3 separate regions of the Mus musculus genome follow, and regions 2 and 3 are each linked to region 1. The links are chromatin contacts, called in public HiChIP or PLAC-seq maps. All regions are on one chromosome and are shown on one strand. Each heading gives the region's core, a stretch centred on a gene start, on an enhancer-like site or on the middle of the called end of the contact. The rest is flanking DNA. Distances are from core to core; before and after follow the strand shown.

The links. HiChIP or PLAC-seq counts read pairs in DNA pulled down with a chosen protein or histone mark.
Region 2: an SMC1A HiChIP or PLAC-seq map of large pre-B cells shows a contact between it and region 1, with 5 times the contacts expected there. The contact joins two enhancer-like sites. A contact is called at or near these places in 1 of 15 datasets of contacts at CTCF or cohesin (large pre-B cells) and 1 of 115 datasets of contacts at active chromatin or transcription factors (large pre-B cells).
Region 3: a contact with region 1 is called in a RAD21 HiChIP or PLAC-seq map of pro-B cells, with 5 times the contacts expected there. The contact joins two enhancer-like sites. A contact is called at or near these places in 1 of 15 datasets of contacts at CTCF or cohesin (pro-B cells), 1 of 484 Hi-C or Micro-C datasets (pro-B cells) and 1 of 115 datasets of contacts at active chromatin or transcription factors (large pre-B cells).

The regions. Positions count from the first base shown.
Region 1 is chr12:41,876,537-41,880,191 of GRCm38.p6, reverse strand. The region is part of intron 6 of Immp2l (IMP2 inner mitochondrial membrane peptidase-like (S. cerevisiae)); the gene reads right to left. Among named protein-coding and RNA genes, the nearest start is that of Gm46348, 110 kb to the left of the region's middle. Within about 2 kb of position 1,956, at least 59 of the 459 cell types and tissues checked have an H3K27ac peak or open chromatin away from gene starts, as enhancers often do. A contact at or near this core is called in pro-B cells, where this site is marked.
Region 2 is chr12:41,166,108-41,169,762 of GRCm38.p6, reverse strand. The region is part of intron 4 of Immp2l (IMP2 inner mitochondrial membrane peptidase-like (S. cerevisiae)); the gene reads right to left. Among named protein-coding and RNA genes, the nearest start is that of Immp2l, 140 kb to the right of the region's middle. Within about 2 kb of position 1,737, at least 39 of the 459 cell types and tissues checked have an H3K27ac peak or open chromatin away from gene starts, as enhancers often do.
Region 3 is chr12:42,409,378-42,413,032 of GRCm38.p6, reverse strand. No RefSeq gene overlaps it. Among named protein-coding and RNA genes, the nearest start is that of n-TEctc2, 3.9 kb to the left of the region's middle. Within about 2 kb of position 2,077, at least 6 of the 459 cell types and tissues checked have an H3K27ac peak or open chromatin away from gene starts, as enhancers often do. A contact at or near this core is called in pro-B cells, where this site is marked.

The DNA of each region.
Region 1 (3,655 bases), core at 707-3,206:
TTTATTTATTTATTTATTTATTTATTTATTTTTATCTACATCTGCTCTGAGAAGTTGCTTACATCTAATGTTGGACCACCCTTCACACGTTAAATTGGAAGTTCCCCCACCACCACCACCACCAAATAATGATAATCTGGATTCCATGTATCTATTAGAAACCATAACAATTCAGCAATAAATGGAAATGTTTTGGACTGTGAGGGGTTTTGAGGGCTTTTCCCATTATCAGTTGCTCATGTAGGTTAAAAAAAAAAAAAGTGAACATTCACATAACGAATGCCATGCAAACAACAAGACCAAGAGAGTGTCTCATCTCCTTCTTACAGCTTTCTACATATCAAGGAAGAGTCCTGTTGTCCTGCTCCCTGGGAGAGCAGCTACTAAGGAGAAATGAAATATTGAGAAAGCACCAAGCCACAGTAAAAGCGAGAGAAGGAGTGTTTGTTTTCCTTTCTGCTTTGTCTGTCTTTATTTGTTCTGCAGTGAGCTTGAAAACTTCCTGTATGTCTTCAATACCTGGAACAGTTCAGAAGCTACTATTGTCCCAGCTGTGACTAATGCCCACTTCATGCAAGTGTAGAACAGCAGATATGCTAATCATAATAGGCCATCACCAGGACCATGCAGTCCTGCTAGGAACACAGGGCTCAACAAGCTATGAAGGCCACACTTAAAATTCAAACTGTATTGTAATATACATTAATATGGCCACTGGATGGGGAGGAACCAAACAAATACCACAGAAAGTTATTTGCAGGAAAACTGGCAAACTAAGACCATTTGTTGCCACATGCAGGGCAGGAGAGCCTGAGAGCTAGTATGGCCTGTGTCCAATCAAATTTTAAGTATTTGACATCTGCAACCATCTAACACTGTAAAAGTCTACATAGGAAAGTAAAGCAGCTTCTATGAGAGTTGAGGATGAGTGCTCTACCAGAGAAACAGTAAGCTGCATAATAGAAATGAGGACTCCTTGAGAAGATGGTTATAAAGAAAAGATTAAAAAAAAAAAAACCATCTCATATAAGCACCCAACAATCAGTAGACTGAAGCTTTTAGAGAACACTGGGGTACAATTAGGCACATTTCCACCAAGACTGACTATAACGAAACAAGAATGAAAACCTAAAAGCATTCTTAGTGATGTGCATTCCTTAATGTAGTCTACCAGAAGGGTCTATAAAGCCAAAGGACTAACTCAGATATGTATCAATTAAGTACCTCTGAGGAGATTATAAAATATTACAGCAGTCATCATACATATCAGGTGGTTATTAAAAGTTGGGAACTTACTGTGTACAAATGTCTAACCTAATTTACATATATTTTTTAATTTAATCCTTAGGGCTATCTGACGAGGTAAATATGATTATGGATCCAATTTCACAGATGAGAAACCTGAGGCATGAAGAGCTTAAACAAACACCCAGCTGTTAATTGGAATCCCAAATTCTTAACTGCTGGGCCATACCGAGAAAAGCCACAACTTCCTCATTTCTCTCCTTCCCACACCCTGTTGTTATGACAATTGTCAGGCATGTGCAACATATATCCATAGTTCGGTTAGAGCCAAAGCTAAGCATGGCCAACAGAACTGCCTGGGACCCTGCTGTCACCTAATGCCAGGTACCTTCTGTGTTCCTATCTGGGCATAGGTCCTACAAGCAGAGAAGGCTCTGAATTCTTGCCTAGTAGTTGTAGTTCTTTACCTCCCAAAAAGTGAGGGATCCCCATAAATCACTTAACAGCTTTTTAAGACATTTAAAATGTTTAATTGCTGCTCATTATATTTACCCCTTAATGTATCTCTAAATTCTATTACTCTTAAATGTTATTAAAAATAACTTTTTAGAGTTTTTATACATAGATTTTTTTTTTGGTAAACATGCTTTCCTAGATCATTAATGTACTTCAAAATGTTCGAAAATATGCAAAGTAGCTAAGATGTGGTTCAATTCAAAAATTGTTATTTTTCTAAAACCACACATCTTCAAAAACTCCACACCCTGGTCACTCACTCTAGGTAAGAAATCAAGAAGTTGGCCTTCAAAGCAGGCTCACCACTGGCTAAAGAGTAGCACATTTTGTGTGTGATGCAGGCCTTCATCAAAGAGTTTATTATGCTTCCTCAGCATCAGCTTCTTCTAGACCTGCCTTGACGCAAGAAGCCTATCTTCATTGCCAAAATCACTGGTACCTCAAAATTCTGTTTACTGTTCATTCTTTTTAAGTCTTTCTTGACCTCCCCATATGCACACACCAAATCTTATTAATTTTTCTTTAAGTAGCTTTGTCTGAGAGGACACACACAGGTCATATGCAGGCCATAGAAATGAACTAGGAAAGTCTTCCAAAAGTCCCTAAGGAAATCTTATCTGCTGAATTGAGTTAACGTCCACTTGTATTTTGGACATATGCCCAGTAGCTAGCAGACAACACAGTCTTTTATATTTGCTACAATTCCCTCCCCACAAACAGAAAACATAAAATAAAAGGAGCTCCTTGGAGAACAAGGGTAACCATAACAATACATTGCACTCAACCCCATGTTCGATTCTGAAAACATTTTTTTCTCATTTTCTATTATTAATCAAGGGTTTTTAAGTTTAATTTTAACCATCCTCCTTTCCTGTAACACTGTATGTAATAAAACCATCCTTTGAGCTGGGGAATAGCTCCATGGTAACAGATTCTCAAACATCAGCACAGGATGGAGCTTTCAGTGTGTGATCACAGCTCAAGGAAGGAGGAGGAGGAAAATGCTGAAACCCACGGAGGCTTTCTTTCCTTCCTTGGGACAACATCGTGAGAGAAAGAAATCAGCAACCTCATGAGAGCTTACTGCGAACAGGGAAGGAGAACTGAGTGGAGTGGAGTGACAGAGCAAGCCTAAGATGTTAATGGGATTGTTATGGAAGTTCAGGATAGAAAGCAAATCCTTCATTTTAGTTCCCTAAAGAGATAAAAAAGCCGGGTGTGGTGACGCACTCCTTTAATCCCAGCACTCAGGAGGCAGAGGCAGGCGGATTTCTGAGTTCGAGGCCAGCCTGGTCTACAGAGTGAGTTCCAGGACAGCCAGGGCTGCACAGAGAAACCCTGTCTCGAAAAAAAAAAAAAAAAAAAAAAAAGATAAAAAAGCAGTCCTCATTCCCTAGAGCTGAAAAGAGGTCTGTTTTCTGGTGTCATGCTTTCCAATTTATATGGAAATAGAGCCATGTATATGCTTATACGTAAACACAGTCCTGTGGTAGGTATGGTAGTAGAGTACATGTACACATGATTCAATGGGCTAAATTTTAGGGATAGTACATTATAGACAAAATGAAGTAAGTATTCCCATCTTTAATAACAGGCTGAAACAGATAGATGCTGGGCACCAAAGTTCCCTCTGAAGACCATGTGACATCGGTCCTCTTACTACTTTCCTGGCCATCATTGTTAATACAGACAAAATCTCCTAAAATTTCATATTTTTCTTGTCAAATTGCATGGATTAACTGGACAAAAAAACAAATTGAGAGTGAATTAGAGAAGTATACCATTTTAAACTTTTATCCTTTTTTTTTTTCTAGAAAAAGATCTTGCTGCAACAAAACTTTGAAAATATAGTGTCTTTCAAGTTTAGATAGCCTTTAGGTATATGGGTGCTTCT
Region 2 (3,655 bases), core at 488-2,987, 710 kb after region 1:
TAATGTGAGTTCTTGATACATAATGTCTGTCAGTAGGCAATGCAAAACTTTCAGAACCACTTTTGGTGTCTGAACAACCACATACAGAGACACAGACATGCATACACACACACACTCACATATACTCACACATATGTATGTGTGTATGTGTGTGTGTATGTATGTATGTATGTATGTATGTATGTGTGTATGTATGTATATATATGTGAGTTTCTTAATTCCTACTTCACATCACATCTATTAGGCATGATGATATAAGAATAAACATTAAACCAGCCATACATTGTCCAAACAACTCCACAAATGAAATACAGATATAATCAAAGCTCCTGGAAATATCTAAATACTCATCTGTCTGCGCTGAGACAGAAAACTATAAAATGCCACTCACCAACAATGGTTGAGTTGTTTCATGTATACATACACAGTGGACTTTTAGCCTTATGAGAAAATGTGCAGTGGTATTCCTTCACAAAGATTTATTTCAAAGACCTCAAGAGAAGGGAACTCTCAAGTTTTCCCTGAACTCTTCCCTTTACATTGTGCCAAGTATGTAGAGGTCAGCAACAGATACAGAACATGAATGTTTATACACAAAAAGCTCCAACTTCATCATTTGAGCAAAAGGACACAAATCAGATGACTTCTCAGGAAAGCACACTGGAAAACCCACCTAAACCCTGTGACAGGAATTTCACATTCAAATGTCTAATGAGTTGGGAGCATTTTATACAATATGTCTCCTAACTACAGAGAGTGGTTGTTATACTCAGAGAACTTCCATGTGTAAGAGGGATTAGAATATTTCCTGTCTGGAAATTTATACAAATTACTAGGCACTTAGGACATAGGCAAAGTGAGGAGAAACACAAATGATAAACTCGCCATCCTCTTGAGTTCTCAGCCTTGTATCCATTAGTCATAGTAAAAATCAGAGAACAAACATTCAGCCCCGCGGCTTCATCTCAGATTCCTGTCTATATTCCTGACCTCTAGGTATAAATGAACCTTAGGACCAAGCTAGGGTTTGGGTCTCCTCTCTCTGTAGGCACTGCGAAAGTCACAGGTCACTAAACTGTTGTATGCAGGTCAAATCTAGCCCATGATCTAGAAGCTTTTGTAAATCATCTTTTATTGGAAGGCAGTCCTCTTAATTACTACCTAGAGCTCCATTCACAACAGATAGTCAAACCTCAGAAGTCTGAATTTTATTGTCATTGTGTTTCAAATCCTTCACAGAAAAGGCATGCTACCTCCTAGGTGAGTTCTCTTAGAGCAACAACTTCAAGGACAACTTATATCCTGACAATTCCCCAGGTGCTGTCTTGAGTCCTGCCCCTGACTGTGTTCCAAACTGTCAAGCCACAGCCATTCTTGAAGATCTAATAGGCACACTGATCTAACACATCTAAAACAGAAAATCTCATTTCCTCTCACCCTTCCACTATTATGCCTCTGGAATTTCAATTCACACAGTTGCCTTTGTGAATTTACTTTGGCCAAAAACTTGAGAATGTCCCTGGACTTGTCCCTTATTCACAGTTTCTATACCAATTTAAAACAACAACAACAACAACAAAAACAGTATCTTCAAAATATTTATCAAGGTCCCTGCTACTTCCTAGTTGTTTGTTACTTTCCAACTCAGGCCCTGCCATTTCTCACCCACAGTTACTGTGAAAGCCTTCTCATTGGCCCTTTGGTCTGTCCTGAGCCCCTTGCTCTCTGTTGCTAGCATGAGCAGGAAGCTCTGCTTCTGACACCACATCAAAGGCTTGGCTCTCTCAGATCACCCTGCGCCCTTCTCTCACTTACAGCTCTGCTCCCTCCACATGTGCCTCCTTCTTGCCTAATGAATAAATCTCTTCATTCACCTTTGTGTCTAAAAGACTCTTTCCACAGACATCTAATTGGTCCAGTTTGTCATACGAGCATCCGTTCAAATAGCACGCCAAGTTAGAGGTCTTCCTCACTCCCTCTCTACTTCAATGACTCACATTCAATCTACATCCTGCTACTGTTGGATCCACAGAAATAGATCTGGCTTTGCATTCATTGTTCTGAGTTGAGCTCTCAGAGCACCTCCAATTGGAAGATGGAAGCAGGCTCAAGAGAGGGAGAAGCTGGAGCAAATGCACATCAAAAAGATAGGGACACAAATTTTAGAGAGGAATAAATTTTCAGAAATGTTACCACTGAGAAGAGGGGGCTAGGACTTTGAGCCCAAGTGTGAATGTTAGTAGATTCAGTATATCATCACAGAACAGTGAGACTTTGGGTAAGAATATGGGCTTGGGGAAAAAGGCGGGGGGGGGGGGGGGGTGTGAGCAAGCTCACATACCAGCCCACCTCATACACACAGTAAAATAGTCAGAATCAAAACAAAATGCCTAATGTTAGCAGAGATGTGGAAAATTAGAACCATCAGACACTGAGGGAGGAATGTGAAATCCCTTAGGAAACAGTTTGGCAGTTTCCTCATGAGTTAAACATAAATTTATCCCCAAACTCAGCATCTACACAACTACCCAAGAGAAATAAAAATATATGCTTGAGAAAAAAAATTATAAAAGAATATGGGTATCACTACTGTTCAGGTTACATAAAATCCTGAAACAAAACTATCAAATAATATATGTATTAATAAAATCAGATAGATTTATAAGTATGAATATTATTCAGCCATTAAAACGAACAAATCATAGATACATCATGGCTAAACCTCAAAAACAGTCTAATTATTAGAACACTAAAGACCATTACTCTATGCCTAAGGCATATTTGCTCTCTCTTTAAGCCAGTGGTTCTCAGGGTTCCTAATGCTGTGACTCTTTAATACAGTTCCTCATGTTGTAAACCATAACCATAAAATTATTTTTGTTGCTATAACTATAAAGTTACTACAGTTATGAATTATAATGCAAACATTTGATAGGAATGGTATCTGATATGTGACTCCCAAACGGGTCACAACCCACACATGTTGAGAACCACTGCTCTAAACAAAATATCTAGAAAGGTCAAATCTATTGAAGCAGTTTGCCACTAGTTGCCTAGGACTGAAGTCAACCAAGAGGACCCAGATAGTCATGGAGATGATAAAAATATGCTGATTTCTAGGCCAATCTGGTCTACAGACTGAGTTCCAAGACAGTCAAAGGAAAAAAAAAAAAAAAGAATCAGTTAAGTTTCTCTTTACCATGATGTGATAATAGCTAGGAGCTATGAGTTTACTGGAGGTAAAAAATTATTGTGCTTTTGTATAATCTTTATCCTAACCTATGGAACAGAAGCTATTTAACCTGGTCTTCCGATCTGGAAGAACTGAAGAACAGGAAGTTAGATGGCATACCCACAAGTCACATAGCTAAACATATTATGGGCGTTCAACTTCTACTCAAAGTACAACATCCTACTACTGGATGCATAGAGACACCATCTATTCTTCATTACTAGAAATCAGGAGATTATGCTAAATACATGCCAGTATAGTAAGTTCACCCTAAGTATTGTATAAATACTGACAAATGGGTCACTGATCTGCAACAACACTGAGCATACCTGTTAGCCAATGAAATAGCAATAAATACAATAATGTACCACAAAAAAGGCTATTCATCAACTGTCCCCTGTTAATTGCTTTAAAAGGACAAAA
Region 3 (3,655 bases), core at 828-3,327, 530 kb before region 1:
TTCTTTTTGAAATATGAGTCTGCTCCTAATATTTCTCTAGTTCCAGAAGTTTCTGCTTTAAATCCAATGTCAAGCTCTTCAATGACTTAAGGGCTTCTAAATTTTGTCTGCTATATTTAATTCAGCTCCTGTTGTTCTAACTTCTAATATTCTATCTGTCCATCCATATCTATCTGTCTGTCTGTCTGTCTGCCATCTGTCTAATCTATCTAAAGACACAGTGATTTCCAAGTTATTCCTCAAACACATCAACAATGATTTAACCCATTTTTCAGCTCTCCCTGCTTCTTCACCCTATGCTCTCTTATTAGCAGATTGCTAATTCCCTTACTTCCTGCACATCTTTCTTCAAAGTTCTTTTCAGATTCACTTCCCCAATTATCCTGTTTCCATTTGTTTGCAGATACATTTTCAACCTAGAACTGTGTGTTCCCACAAACTTGTTCATCCATAGTAATTATTGTCAATTAGCATAAGTTGTACATATTTATTTTATTTATTGTCTATATGCTTCAATAAAAGCAAGTGTAAGCCAGATGGTGACACATGCTTTTAATTGCAGCACTTAAAAGGAAGAGTCTGGTGGATCTTTGTGAGTTCGAAGCCAGAGTTCAGCCTAGCCTATATAGCTAGTTCCTGGACAGGCAGGGCTGCACAGAGAAACACTGTCTCAAAACACATTTAAATTAAATGAAATTTAAAGGCCAACAAATAAATAAAAGCAAGTGCTTCTGAACTATTTTTAAAAACTACTATAATCTTAACACTTAGAACTATTCCAAACACACAGTGAGTACTCACTATCCCTATCCGACCTTATATTTGATATCTTCTCCCTATTAAAATAAAAACATAAAGATAAAACTAGTTTCTGAAGACCCAATAGTAGAATGCCAGCTGGAGATGCTGTGTTTTGAAGCTCATCTGAGCTCACTTTATTTTAAAATCTCTCGAGTTTCACCCATCACTGATTAAAGTTAATAAAGAACTAAAAAGTACTACCAGTTAATGTAGTGACATTATTCATTTATGCATAGTCTCTTTTGCTTTATTTAATGCTAAAAGAGATTTAAAAACATATGAAATAAATGAACAAGGCAATCTGCCATTGGCTTCTCCTAGTGGCCAGGATCTAGATCAAGGCCTAGTAAAAGCACTGAATGTGAAATGAAGAAATGTGTCTTCTACTCTGTGTTTGAGCGTATTTTTTAAATTTTGTATCTAAATAAATTGAGAAAGTCAAACAAAATTTTTTTATTTCCCCATTAATAGTATCTAAAATTTATTCATGAAGTCTCAAATACATTATTTTTAACAAAGCCAATGCCTACACTTCTCTCACACATTTTTTAATCAGCCCAGGTCAACCATAAATAAAGTCCTACTAGATGAAAATGTGAGTAGTTATTAATTTTAAAATTTTTAAAAGCACTGGGTTAATTTGGAAATGGAGGCATTTTAAATGAGAAAAACGAAAAACAAATTCTGCCTCCTCTCATCTTCAAACCCTAAATAATGTGCAACCTGGGTATAAGTACCAGCTATACTCCAGGGAGTCTCAAGTCCTTCTTTCTCGATTCTTCATCTCCCTTGAGCTTTGAGGCAATGTCATTATCCATCACTCTGCATCTCCACAATGTATCACATCCACAATGATGATCCCATAAGATTAGTAACAGCTGAAAGATTCATGTCAACTAATGATGTTAGAGTTGTTTAACAATGCCGTGTTCCTGTGTTTGTGGGGAAACTGATATGAATTGTAGAGGAATTTTAATCCAGTAACATGGCTGGCTGCTCTGGCAAGAGACTTTCTAGGTTGAAGGGATCTGTCTGGAATGCATACCTGCCCTGGATTACAGTATGATATGGGTGGAACATGGATAAATCTTTAGAACACATCTTTAACCCAAAACAATGCAAGTAGGGTTAGTTTATAGAAGGGAGCAACACATTTGAAAGTGATGTCTTATTGGAGGGCAGTTTAGTAAGTAGAACTCAGACAGATCTTTTCAGTCAGTTAAGTTCAGTGCACTGGAGTTGAATCAGTCAGTTGGTAGTCAAAACAGGAAGTGCAGTGCAGTGGAGTTGAGTTCCTTCATGAGTATATTCAGTTCAGTTAATGCCAGTGAATAACAAGGAACCAAAAGATGAGAACAAATTTTCAGAGTTAGTTTGAGGCCAAGCAGAGGAATTCAGTGAAAAACTGAGAGAAGTCAGACTGAAACAGTCATCTTGGAGAGGAGTTTGAGCCAGAACAGCTGGTTGGAAATAGTCCAGAAAGAACTAGGAAGGGCAAGCTTATTCAGTAACTACATTAGAGAAGACCAATATATCAGGTGAATAAAAATTATATTTACAGTGAATAAACTTTAGCAGTCTGTCGTATAAAAGCATAACATTCAATTATATACAACATATAATATTTAAACATTAATAGTGATAACAATGGCTAGGTTACTTTGTTTATGCATTTTATATATATTAATACTATACATGAATTTAATATACAGATATGTACACAATAGATATATAATATCCATATTATATACACTTAATATATATGTATATGTATGCATACACATATTCCAGAGATATGTTAAAGGTACAATTCTTCTATTTATAAAAAGTTTACTGTAAAGTAATGGCATGATAAACATGTACCTATAGTTCTGTGTAAATACTCAGCCACACATTTTTCAAGCCATAGCTCAATTGTTAAATGTCTTGGTACTGTATATAAACCTGCCTAGGCCAGACATAATTTGACCCACACTTACCCAACACTGATGGCTTTATGTCATTTTCAAACTTCCAAACATAATTCTCTGGCCAAGCTTTTACAATTATTGATGTACCAATATTCACCTAGTTATTCAAACCATAAAATTTTAGTTTCTTTTCACTTCTAATGATTAAGCGCAAGACTCAGAATAAAGAAGCATCATTTGCTCTAGGGGTACCAAGAGCAAGCTCAAATGCCTTACCTCCAAACCAGATCTTCTTTGGCCATGTTCCTGGAGCCCTGTTGGTTTGTCCACCTACTACTGAAGCTGTAAGCCCATTGCTCTGAAGTGGCCTAATGTGTTCCTCCTCCATTCACAACTCTCACTTCAGTTTCCTGCATCTTTGATGAAGTCTCAAGACACCATCAGATACCTTGGAGATAACTTTAGGCCAGTTTGTTCCTTTTAGTAGGTCCTTGATTTTCCTTTGCTTAGAGAATTTGCTTCAGAAAAATTGCTACTGGGTATTTTTCCACCTAAGTTTAGACAAATATGACAGTCTCCTTTAAGTTTAAAGATCCAAGAATGTGTTTCTCATGGATCTGAAAGTCATGACTCAAGAGAGGAGCTTAATGTTGATAAGAGGTAATCAGTAAGCATAAACAACATAATAATGTGTCCATCTATACTCCCTTTCTTCTCAGACAGTTCCAGTGGCTCTCCATAGTACTTAAGATTTTCAAGATTTTATTTCAGGTACATTGGATTTGGTATCATTGCCTTGTTTTTTACAGTCTTGGTCTTATGACAACAGTCACAGAAAGTCTTTGCTCTTTGAGTTCTCTTTGGTTTGAAGTTTTACTTGTCACAGTCTCACAGAGCATATGCTGGTAACCTCATGCAAAAAAAAAAATGCTTAACCACGCATT